Linked DNA regions of Mus musculus: region 2 is linked to region 1. Evidence: chromatin contacts called from public HiChIP or PLAC-seq data. All regions are on one chromosome and are shown on one strand. The core of a region is the stretch at or near the end of the contact, and the rest is flanking DNA. Distances in the headings are between cores, read along the strand shown. Region 1 overlaps Scml4 (Scm polycomb group protein like 4). Region 2 overlaps Mtres1 (mitochondrial transcription rescue factor 1).

Region 1 (5,881 bases), core at 2,867-5,366:
GGGGCAGTGGATTTGGGGGAGAGGGGAGGTGTAGAAGAGGGACTGGGAGGAGAGGAGGGAGGGAAATAGCAGTCAGGATGTATTATGTGAGAGGAAAAAAGAAAATGAAAGAGAGAGAAAGAAAGGGGAAGGAAGGAAAGAAAACAGGGAGGGAGGGAGGAAGGAAGGAAGGAAGGAAGGAAGGAAGGAAGGAAAGAAGGAAAGAAGGAAAGAAGGAAAGAAGGAAAGAAGGAAAGAAGGAAAGAAGAAAAGAAGGAAAGAAGGAAAGAAGGAAAGAAGGAAAAAGAAAGGCAAGAAGAATGGAAGAAAGAAATCCAGCAAGCAAGTAGAGCAAGCCATCGGGAACAAGCCAGTCATGCCTTGAGCTCCTGCTATGATTTTTCTGGATGGTGGGATACAAGCTGTGAGATGAATGAAGCCCTTTCCTCCCTATGCTGCGTGTGGTCATGGTGTTTTATCACACAAAGACTCTGTAACCAAGACAACCAGGTAAGCACATGGTCTCCTCTCTCTGCTTTCTGGCACAGCTGGCACTGATCAAGCTTCACTGCCCCAGTTCAGGCAACTTCTGCTTCCACAACCACCTTGTCATGAGGGGTGGTCACCCCAAACCGTGAGCTGAAACTGTGTCCCCTCCCCCTTCAGTTGCTTGTTGTCAAGTACTTGCTACTAAGAATGGGGGAAGTCAGAAATGTGCCTGCAATGTACCCTGCAATGATTTTTCCGTGGGTCTCCTTGCTTCAGCTCTTTTCTATCTAGCATGGGACTGTCACTGCCTCAGTTGTCCCGGAGACCAAGCTCTGACTGTACGTTTCTAGCACTCAAGGTCCCTCTGAGTCCCCCTTGCCTATGCACTGTGCCTCCAAGTCAACAGCTGTACTGTGGTTCCATACCTTTCCTTCTTAGATGGAAGGAAAGGAGTTTGGGAGCTTCCCCTGCTTGTCTTTTGACTGCAATGTGTCTTGGATCGTGGTAACATTCTCCAGCCGGAGAAGCTGCTATAGGTACTGAAGTGGGCAAGCACTGGGCCTTCTGGTCAACCTACCACAGGTGCTCTACAGAGTGAAAGAGGCTCCCTGCACATCCCTCAGGGCAAACTGTTTGCGATGGCTATTCTCAGTTGTCAACTTGACTGTATGTGGAATGAAGTACAATCCAGGAATGGAGGGCACACCTGTGATCCGGATCCTGAGGCAAGAAGACAATTTGCCTTTGATCCAGATCTTGAGAGAACATGAACACACGTGCATGCAAGCCCGGGGCCATCAGACCCCTTCATGACCACCAGGGCCATCCTTCTTGCTATCACCTACCTCTCCACCTGACCTTTATCTATCCTTCTTGAATGTGTCCCACATCCTTTGTAGTACAATCACCTGCCTACCTTTTATATTATATTATATTTTATATTTATATTTTAATATAACTCCTTAAGAATCCGCCGATGTCTATTTTACAATCATGTATCAAGCTCTTTCCACGTCTTAGTCTTGTGTAAGGTGTTTGGTGAACAATACAACCCAAGTCCTCTCATTACCAGGGTCATATATTATATTGACCCCCTCCACAGCTGAGCAGAGAATAAATATTCTTGATATTGATGACTGTGAGATGGATCGATATGCTTTGTAAAAGAGGCTAGCTTTGTGTGAGAGATCCTTGCCACCACTTCCAGGCTAGAAAAAAAAAAAAAAAGCCAGGATTCTGAACAAAAAGCAACTGCCCTACAGGAAAATTCTAGGAGCTAAGAAGCCGGTGCCTGTCAACCTTCCCTAAGTCTTAAGACAACAGTTTTCGTCTGTGCTCCCCTTCCTGCTCTTGATAGACCTGGGAAGATTCATGTCTGCACTTGTCCTAGTTGAGAACTAGATTTCATTTGAGTTTTGCTTTGTTTTTCCCTGATTTTTTTCCTTGTTGGACATGGAAGGGTCCTATGAGGTGGTGTGGCACCAGGCATCTCACTGAGGAACTGGAGCTTTTGGAACATGGATGCCCACTAGTGAAAGATGATTTTTAGTCCATTTAAAGACATCTGCACTCAACGTGGGGCTGAAGAAGCACAGAAATCACATCTGTCTTCGAGGCCCGCCCACAGGAGCATGGCTGTTAATCAGGGTGGTAATAGATGTCCGGACTACAAAGGCGGGAAGTCTTTAGTCCAAGAATGATTCTGCAGGGATGAGAGTGGAGGTCAAATCTAATTTCCTATACTTGGCAGGAAGGAGGGGAAGTCCGGCCCACTGATAAGATCCTGCCCAGGGTCAGGCCGCCCTTTGAGCGAGGTCAGGAACAGCAGACGCTGACTACAGCACAAGAGAGGGCTCCTGGTCATCTTTGAGGAGAGTGTTCTCAGTGATGGCTGTAAAGACTCTTGGAGCACTGAGGCAAGTACTATCTGTGCTTGGGACTTGGTACCAGCTGTGGGCATTTCCCCTTTTACAGGATGGTGGAAGAACAGCCAGACTGGCTCATGGGTGTTTCTGAGGGGCCTTTCAGTCACACTAGGCAGGGCAGCTGGTAAGCTAAGTCACACCTCGGCAGTTGCTCCTGGTCCAAAGCATGTACATTTGCTCCAGAGAAGGGCAATGGAACGTTCCAGCGGTGGGTTTGCAAAGCTGGTGCAGGTGTGTGCTCACAGAGAAAAGTCAACACACCACTGGCTCCCCGCTCCAGCCAGCTGCTGAGGAAGGTGTCAGGAAGACAGATGGGTCCAGTCCAATACAGGAAGGGGCTGCAGGCAGACATGACAGATGAACGAGATTGGATGTATTGAACAAGTCTTGCTCCTGTGCGGACGGAGCGTGCAAAGCACTCGCCGTCCACAGCACTAGGGAAGCTGTGCTTGGTCATGTTGCTCCCCGTGGGCTGTTAAACCGTGAAAAGTGAGACCCGGTGGTGAATGGGTACATAATTAAATCTTGTTGCTCCTGAAGGTGAATTCACAGTTAGCAGAAAAAGAGACCACCGACTGACTCCGTGCTGAAAAGCAATCCCGCTGGCGCCTTCTGAAGCATGGTGCTCAGACCACATCTGCAAATCTCTTTCCCTCTCACGCATCCCCACGAGCACACACATAATTGCCTTTCGCTCATTCATAATTCAGGAGAAACTTTAGCTAACAGAGTGGGAGAGTAGAACAAGGGAGTGGTAAGCCAGGATGAGTCAGGAGTCAGAAATTCCTACCTCCTACAGCTGTGCACTTCTCCAGAGTGTGGTGTGTATGTGTGTGTGTGTTCCCTCCAACCTCAGGCACCACATGACCCAGTGCACAGACTGCTGTGCAGACTGCTGACAATAAGTAACACTTCTGAAGGCCTCAGGTGTGTGTCCAAGGCTATGCAGAGTGTGAGGTGCCCAGGCTAGCCCACATCACAGTCTAAGCAGTCTAATCTGTTTTGAAACCGAGTTGTTTTACATTCTTTCAGTTCCAGCTTTTAAGATACTACGAGGCGACAGAGACCAGAGAGGAAAAACCCTGATCCTTCCTTAGATTCTAATCAGATTTTTTTTGTCTATTTGTTTTGTTTTTTATTAATCCTTCAAGACAAGCTGACCTGCCAACAGGACAGAAGATGTCCCTAGGGGCCAGCAAGCCAGGTTGGGCTGCATTCCTTCTCAGCCAGAAACTGACACTGTTAGCCCCGACCTGCTTCCCATGAAGCAATGTGATCTCCACCAGGAGCCTCTAAACACCTGTCCTTCAAAACGCTCAAATGTCAAATCTCATTTCAGTAGATCCCATTTCAGGACACTGGAGCCTTTCCTGACTCCCAGGATGAGGAGGTCGCTCAGCCCCTCCCCTTCCAGCACTGTCCCGCAGCCCCTCCCCTCCAACACTGTCCTGCAGCCCCTCCCCTTCCAGCACTGTCCCGCAGCCCCTCCCCTTCCAGCCCCTCCCTTCCAGCACTGTCCCGCAGCCCCTCCCCTTCCAGCACTGTCCCGCAGCCCCTCCCCTTCCAGCACTGTCCTGCAGCCCCTCCCCTTCCAGCCCCTCCCCTTCCAGCCCCGTCACACAGGCCACACTTTTCCACCTCCAACAGTAATCACAGTAACGTCCTGAGGTCTCTCTGGAATGGGATCCTTCTGCCTTGTTCACAGCTCCACCCTCAGCCCTGAGAAGAGCCCTGCTGAGGAAAAAGCCCTGCTGAAGTACTCAGTGGACATCTGCAGACCAGAACACCCCAGTCTCTAGTTGTCTACAAGTAAAAGCAGCAAGGATCAAACAGGACAAGGTTGTAAAGGTCAGAGTTAGCTCCAAAGCTAGGCAGTGTACTTCTATGGTGTTCAATAAATATCCAGTAGTTTTAGTTCCCTAAATCCCACCACCAGCGGGCGGCTCATCCCCTAAGGGCTCAGAAATGTGTGGTTTACAATCACTATAACCAAAGCCCCACCAGCCTGACATGGACACCCCCAAACCATTCACTGGTCGCCTGCATCATCCCGGCCCCCTCTCCTGTCTCCCCACAATGAAGAAGCCCTTTCTCCCCTCTGCAGATCCCAGCCCTCATATGAGGCCCCCATCCCCACGCTTTCTCTAGCAGAATTGTCTCCGGTACTGACACCATAGCCCACGAAACCGACTGCAGCCCACAGGAAACTTTTGAGCTGTAACAACAATGTATTTTGCTTTTGCGTCTACCTCTTGAAAATGCCTGTGGTTGGGAATTCTATAGCACGCGCAGGAAGCTTTGTTGTCGGAAACCTTTCATAGCTCTGGCTGAGTGTATCTCAGATGAGAAACAGACGCTCCCAAAAGTTCACCTGAACATCAGCAAACCTCAGGGAATCTCTTGCCCTGCTGCAGCCCAGGCACCAGCTCCTGCTGGGGCAGCGGGAAGGGAAGGATTCACAGTGGAGGGAAAGGCAGCTGAGAACTCTGCACGCCCCCCCCTCCCCCCCCCCCCCCGCCCTCCTGCCTGCAGCCTGGGGTAGCTTTCCAGACTCTGTGGTTTTAAACCATTGTGGTTAGTACATGGGGAGAAAATCCAGTTCTAGGTTTCTTCCAGAATTTATGAATTGGGTCAAACACACTAAAGAGAAAGTTTCTGGGTGCCAGAAGTTTCTGGGTGCCAGTGGTTCTCACCTGGGATGTAACTTCAGAGGCACACCAAGCAGTCCTCTGAGAAAGGGAAGGTTTGAATAGAGACCTGGGTGGGGTGGGGGTGGGGGAGCGAGAAGGACCCAACAGCAGGGAGCTGCGGGCTGGCAGGTAGGCTCCTATTATACCACTCAGTTCAGCATGCTGAGCCACCATGCTTTCTAAGGACTGGTAGCTAGGCAGATTGTTTCAAGGAATGCAAATATGCTTGATAAAGAGTTACAGCAGGGCTGGAGTCCTGTCCACCTCACACTCTTCTCCATCCCCTTCCATATCACAAAGAACCCCAAGAAACCCTGCAAGCACAGACCAGAGATCCTGAAGCGGTTTGGACAGACCAGACTTTGGAGTCAGCCAAGTCAATTTGGTTCGACAACTGACAGGCCTCTTGACCCACCACTAGCTAGAAATACGTATATAAGCAATATAACATGTCTTATGAGCAATATGTTATAATTTATGATAAATAGTAACAGTAGAAAGTGGTCCGTAAGCGGGGCCTTGGTGGCACACGCCTTTAATCCCAGCACTTGGGAGGCAGAGGCAGGAGGATTTCTGAGTTCGAGGCCAGCCTGGTCTACAGAGCGAGTTCCAGGACAGCCAGGACTACACAGAGAAACCCTGTCTGGAGAAAGAAAGGAAGGAAGGAAGGAAGCAAGCAAGGAAGGAAGGAAAGAAAGAGGTCCATAGTTGGTGCTCTCGCTAAATGACACAAGCTCCCCTTTGCTTGACTGTGAGGGATTCAAATGTAAATGATGCACTCACAAAATTGGAGTCATG
Region 2 (6,489 bases), core at 2,731-5,230, 580 kb before region 1:
CTTTAGACGGTAACGGCCAGGCTCCTTTTTAAAATGTATCCAGTGTCCATGTGTGATAGGCAGGATGTGCAGACCCTATCATGTGGACTCAAGACTGCATTGTGAAGTTGGTTCTGTCCTTGCAGCTTTGTGGGTTCCACCTCCAACCCCCCACCCCCTTTACCCTGTAAAGCCACATTATCACTCTATAGCCCATGCTGGCCTACAACTCACTGAAATCCTCCTGCTTCAGCCTCCAGGTAGGATTAAGGTCTGTGTCCAGCACTGTGCCTAGGCCCAGCGTGCAGGAGGCTGTTGTGCGTGGATTTGAGCTGTGACAAACACCGTGTCCCATGCAGCGCCTTCACAGGGGTGGGAGGGTGGATGCTGAGGTGCCTTTAGTGCAGCCATTCTCTCTGCTGGGTGCTGCTAGTGACCAAAGTGTGGGTTCACTCTCTGTTCTCTGTCATTGATGGGGATAGCCAAGGTAAGAAGAGCAAATTGAAGATTTCCGTATGTAATTTGTATCTTTTGTGGCATCACTAATTGTGTCCTTTACTGTTTGAATCCACAGAACATATAAGACTGTAGGCCCTGCTTTGAGCATCCTGATCAGGATTGCTGGTTGCTGTCTGACATCTGGCCAACTCCTCTAGGGCCTGAATGCTGGCTGCTCCCTTTATTAAGCAGAGCCAGGTGTCAGTCATCTGGAGTCAGGTCACCAGGGGGTTAAATTCAGAGGTGAATGGCTGTTTGATTGGAATTACTCCGCCCTGGGTGCACACAGGCAGTTCCATATGTGTGGTGCCTGGTTTTGCACTCTTGAGTGCCAAGCAGGTAGCTGAGGGGCAGGAAACCCCCCTTTCATTCTGACCATTGTGACTCATGAGCAGCCACCTGCCTGAGAAGCAGCGAGCCTTTTCAGAGTCAGAAGTACCCTGTGGTCTCCTGTTAGATGCCCGTCAGTGATGGCCGCTTTCACTTCGTGACTTTCGTCCAAGCGCAGGGTGCTGTGGGGACTCACCGAGCAGACGCTAACAGCAGCTGCTTTTCTCAAAGCTGTGTGATCATTGAGTGATTTCAATTTTAAGTGGTTTTTTTTTTTCTTTTTAATAGCAAAGTAGAAGATGCATTCTACAAAGGTGAACTCAGACTGAATGGGGAGAAGTTGTGGAAGAAAAGCAGAACGGTGAGCCAAACCGCCGCCATGACAGCCCCACGGTCCTGTCTGTCGCTCTGCTACTCAGTGCTGTCCCTGTGACTCCCTGGGGGCCCTGGTGCCTTCTCTGAGGTCCTCTGAGTCCTGGTCATGCTTGTGGGAACCACCTACAGGCCACTGTCTCTTCTCGGCCATTGAGTCCTGAGAAGAATTTGGAATCAGCCACCCTCAGGACTGCGGCCATCCTTACTCAGACATCTAGGTATTAACGTTAGCCCCATGGAATCATGGCAAGTAGATGACACGGGAAAGGTTGACCAAGCAGGGTCACCTAAGCAGGGGTGTGACTCTGGTCACTTCAGCAGGGGCTCTCCTTGGAGCTCTGCTTTCTGACAGGCAGCTGGCAAAAAAGATGCCCCTCATTTCCCAACAAGTTCGTATTAGCACTACTAATTGAAAGACATGGAGCCAGGGTGGTGACACCTTGTCACCCCAGCACTGAGTGGAAGGCTGAGGCCAGAATGTGGGTCCCAGGTCAGCCAGGGCTGCACAGTGAGACTGTGTCTCAAAAAATAAACCACACAAGCTGGTGAGATGGCTCAGTGGGTTAGAGCACCCGACTGCTCTTCCAAAGGTCCAGAGTTCAAATCCCAGCAACCACATGGTGGCTCACAACCATCTGTAACAAGATCTGACTCCCTCTTCTGGAGTGTCTGAGGACAGCTACAGTGTACTTACATATAATAAATAAATAAATATTTTAAAAAATAAAATAAAATAAACCACACAAAACCCCCAACTGATAAAAGGAGGTACTTCCAACATTTGCTGTGTAACATGTCTCTCTGTCTGCCTGCCTGTCTGCCTGCCTGTCTGTCTGTATCTTTCTGTTTCTCTCTCTCACACACACAGATACAAACATACACACACTCGTGTAAAAGTAAAATTCTGTTAAACAGTGTTCTTAGTGCACGTATGTAAAGCCGCACTCGGGAAATGGAGAAACGGGGATCAGGAGTTCTAGGTCAGCCTGGGCTACCTGAGATGCTGTCTGCACACATACACATACACACACATACACACATAAACACACACACACACAAAGGCAGAGTCAGGAAGACTGCCACAGATTCAGCCAGCCAGATCTGCTCATCTCATCTAGTTCCAGGCTGGCCAAGACTATCTTAACAACAACAACAAAATAATGTATTCATATGTTCAATATGCTCCATATATTTTGAATTAAATATTACTCATATTTATCTTAAAATAGGTTTTTATGGGATATTATTAAGCTTTCAAATGTATTAAGCTTTCTTTGTGCTTGAGTGTCTTGCTTGTGTGCGCGTGCGCATGCAGTCCTGTGGAAGTCAGAAGACCCCCCTGGCACTAGAGTTGCAGGTGATTGGTTGTGAGCCACAGTGATTTCTGGGAACCACACCAGGGTCCTTTGCAATAGCAACAGGCAGCTGGCCGGAAGATGCTCTTAACTGCTAAGCCGCCCCTCCAGCTGTAGTCATTTTCTTCATGCCTTTTATATTTTGAATTTTATTTTTTTAATTTATTTTATGTATATAAATGCCTGCAAATATGTTTGTGCATAATTATGCCTGCTGCCCACAGAGGCCACAAGAGGGTACCAAGTCTCCCAGAGCTGGAGTTAAGGATGGTTGTGAGCCGCTGTGGGAGTGCTGGGTACCAAGTCCAAGTCTGCAAGAGCAACAACTGTGCCTGGCTGCCGCGCCAACTCCCCAGCTCTCCTCTATTAATTTCCTTCATGCCTTTTATTTTCCAGCTTAAAAAAAATATATTTAGTTGGGGAGTGGGGAGTGTAGGACATGCATGTCACGGCATGGATGTAGGTGGAGGTTAGAGGACAGCGTGAAGCAGTGGCTTCTTTCCCACCAACCCTCCATGTTGGTTTCAGGGACAGAACTCGGTCGTCAGGCATTGCTGCAAGGTGCCGGGCCTGGCTGCCTCACCCTCCCTCTGAGATACAGATAATGAGGTTTTTGTGTATTTGAGACAGGGTCTCACTAAGTAAGACTAGGCTGGCCTGAACTCAGAGAGATCTGCCTGCCTTTGCCTCACGGATGTTCTACCATGGTTTTTAACCATGAGATTATCACTTAACAAAACTCAATAAGGAAAATGTAAGAAAGCTTTAATTAAAAGTTTGGAAGTGGGACTAGGGACGCAGCTCTCCTGTAGGGTGCCTGCCGAGCATGTGAAAGAAGCCCCAGGTTCAAGCATGCGGCAGGCGGAAGGGTGAGAAATTCAAGGGCATCCCCGCTTGAATCTGAGGCCAGCCTGAGATGTGTGACACCTGTCTGGGGATAGAGGGTGGCTTAAAACCTATGGCCCTTGCTTGGAAGCGTAACCCATCAGCACTGAGGGGTAATGAGGAGGCAGACGGTTTTGAAGGGTGGTTTTTATTCTCCTTTCATGTTCCGAGGCCTGCTAGGGCAGGATCTGAGCTACCTGGAGTTGCCCTGGGGTGTGGAACAGGAAGTGTGTCTGTCATGTGTGCATCGGTGAACATTGAGACTTTGAGTGCCTGCTCCTGGGGATGATGTAGTCCATTGTTGCTGCCTGTGTGGACACAGAGAGATGGCCTCCATTCTTGTCTCACCTGTTAGTCGAGGCCCGGGAGCTCTGATAACCTTGGCTGGCAGGTGCAGGATGACCCGGCAGCCATTGTTCAGTGAGCTGCACAAAAGCCACTGCTCCAGATGGGCCTTCTCCACCCTTCTCTATTGCTTTCTGGGCTGTGGCTGGGCTGCAGTACCTCTGGATGCCCTCCTGGCTGGACTCATTTGCAAACTCCATAAGCCTGTTTTTCTTCCCCTGCTTTGAGGTATTGTTAGCTGCAGCCTAATTGCTCTGCTCCTCCTGCCTTGGGTGTTCTGTTGCCTCAGCCGCTTTCCAGATTCCTCCTGAGGGTCAGCAAAGGCAGAGGCCGGCATTAACACTAGCTCCCTGCCTCGTTACTAAGAAGCCTGGTAGCCATAGAAACTGCAGCTAAGCAGAGATTTGAAATGTAGATATTTGAAACAGCCCCTAACCCCAGCCAGTTTTGCTTTGTGTCTTGAGAGGACCAGGCCTTGGATGGGACTAAATAAAGCATGCCTGCTTCCCCAGCCTGCTCCGTGGAGCCAGAGCCTGGCCACAGGCCCTGAGGTCCAGCTTGTCTGGTGCTGCAGCTCAATCCCTCTGTTCCCCGCCTGCCACTGAGCAAAGCTTTTGTGTGTTCTGCAGTCTAGGCGGGGTCCAGAGTGCACGGTGCTGTGTTAACCCTGCTCTGCGGAGGTGGCTTGAGAAGCCAAAGTGTGGGGACTCACTCACACACCCTGCCTTAAACTCCCCTCCCAGGAGCTGGCTGCACTAAGAGCAAACATTGTCTGAGCCCTAGAAGGAAGAAATGTCATCACTTTTTTCCCCTTTCCCTTTTAAAAACACTTTTATTAGCACATATTAATTATTCATAATAACATTTCATTTTTCATGCCTGTGTGCAATATGTTTTGATTGTATTCACCTCTCCATTAATCTCTCTTGGGCCCCACGCCTGACTTCCTTCCTTTCCCCTTTATACTCTTGCAGTGTCTACTCCTTCCTCTTCCCCTCCTCTTCCTCCTTTCCTGTCTCCTTCAACTTTTTTTTTTTTCTGTAATATGATCTCACTAAAAACTTGCAGCAATCCTCCTGCCTCTGCTGGGTTTATAGGCATGAGCAACCATATCCAGCCTAAGTAACTGGGTTGGTGAGATGGCTCAGCAGACAGCGGTGCTTGCTGCCAAGCCTCGTAACTAAAGTCCCTTCCCTGAGCCCATGTGGTTGAAGGAGAGAACAGCTCTGCAGAGGTTTCAAGTTCCACACAGTGTGTCCCACACCCCAAACTAAATGGTTTCGAAATTTTTAAGTTAGGGGCTCGAGATGGCTCAGCAACTAAAAGTGCTTGCTGCTCTTGCAGAGGTTCCAGGTTCGATTCCCAGTACCACATGGTGGCTGACAACTGCCTGTGCTGCAATTCCAAGAGCTCCATTCTACCTGTGACCTTCAGGGGAACCAGGCGTGCACATGGCACCTAGCCATCCACGCAGGCCGATGCCCACACACAAATGCATCTAAAAGACGGAAGTGACTGAATGAAATGGACCAGTTTCTAAGCTGTGCATGACCGCTTATGGGGGGGGGGGCTTGGTTTCTTGTTTGTCTTAGTATACTCATTTTAAAATCTGTAAATAACTTATTTTATGTGAATGGGTGTTTTGCCCACATGTGTGTCTGTGCAGCATGTGCACAGCAAGGCAAACAAGAACAGTGACCACTGTTAATCACTGAGCAATCCCTTCAGACCCTTCAACAGAGTCAGCGGCCCACATATGAGATGCTTTACTCAATAGAAGCTGGGTGGGGGTTCGGGGTGGGGGAGGGGGAGCACCATGCTCTTTCTGGCTTATATTTTGGCAGAAACAGCAGCGTGTAGCCAGGCTGTTTTGAGCACCTCCTGAGTTCCTGGCCAGATTCTCTAATGAGCTGAGTGAACCAGGTATCTGCCAGGTGTTGCCATGTGCCAAACATGGACCAAGTCCTTGCAGAGGGCCTGGTGGTAACATGGCTCTCCAGGGTGACAAGCTTTAGCAGCAAGTCCTCTGGTAAGGTTAGTTTGGCCTCAGCTCCTGGAGCCAACTCGCCTCTTGTGTGCTGTCCACCTCTGTGGTCTGAAGCTGGTCTCTTTCCATGAGTCTCTCTCATGGGGCAGCCAGCAACCATGATGACTGATGTCTATGAAACTGTCCCATCCCATTTTAGGGCATCCCGGCTAAAGCTTAGTGCTGCCTTCTTCCTGGTGCATGCAGTGCTGTCTTTTGCACATTCTTGCTAAGGCTGTGCCCTACCTTTCAGTGTTGCCCAGACAGACAGGTTTGTCCCTCAGCGACCTGACCGATGACCTTCCCCAGCCTCAATCCTCGGCAGGCCAGGCGTGGATGTCAGATGGAAGCCACTGCTGCCTGCAGTCTGGCCCCTGTGCTTGAGGCCCCCTCCTGTATGCCTTCCCAGCCATGCAGTTCAGAACTAGGGTGACAGCCTCAAGAGTGTCAGGCTGTCTCCCTTGCTCTTCCTATGTGACAGTCACCACATTAAAGCAAAGCAGGGCTGTTTGAATTGGCCTAAGTTTCCCAGAATGGATAAAGGTTGTCTCCCTGTGTCCTCAGGTGAAGGTGGGAGATACCTTGGATCTCATCACTGGAGAGAACAAAGAGACAGGAACAGAGGTGGTGATGCGAATTCTCCTGAAAAAGGTCTATGAAGAGAAGACTGAGAACGACAAGCACCGGGTGGTGTTG

Evidence for each region. HiChIP or PLAC-seq counts read pairs in DNA pulled down with a chosen protein or histone mark.
Region 2: a contact with region 1 is called in an H3K27ac HiChIP or PLAC-seq map of differentiating embryonic stem cells, with 4 times the contacts expected there. The contact joins two enhancer-like sites. A contact is called at or near these places in 8 of 39 promoter capture datasets (the 3T3-L1 cell line, 3T3-L1-derived adipocytes, embryonic stem cells and 3 more), 1 of 484 Hi-C or Micro-C datasets (cerebral cortex), 8 of 115 datasets of contacts at active chromatin or transcription factors (astrocytes, differentiating embryonic stem cells, embryonic basal ganglia and 5 more) and 1 of 9 other capture datasets (embryonic stem cells).

What each region holds. Positions count from the first base shown.
Region 1 is chr10:42,948,541-42,954,421 of GRCm38.p6, reverse strand. All of the region lies in intron 7 of Scml4 (Scm polycomb group protein like 4), which reads right to left. Among named protein-coding and RNA genes, the nearest start is that of Gm5079, 40 kb to the left of the region's middle. Within about 2 kb of position 4,116, at least 111 of the 459 cell types and tissues checked have an H3K27ac peak or open chromatin away from gene starts, as enhancers often do. A contact at or near this core is called in differentiating embryonic stem cells, where this site is marked.
Region 2 is chr10:43,525,277-43,531,765 of GRCm38.p6, reverse strand. It overlaps Mtres1 (mitochondrial transcription rescue factor 1), which reads left to right. Exons shown (of 4, transcript NM_026411.2): 3 at 1,096-1,168; 4 at 6,358-6,489. Among named protein-coding and RNA genes, the nearest start is that of Mtres1, 12 kb to the left of the region's middle. Within about 2 kb of position 3,980, at least 92 of the 459 cell types and tissues checked have an H3K27ac peak or open chromatin away from gene starts, as enhancers often do. A contact at or near this core is called in differentiating embryonic stem cells, where this site is marked.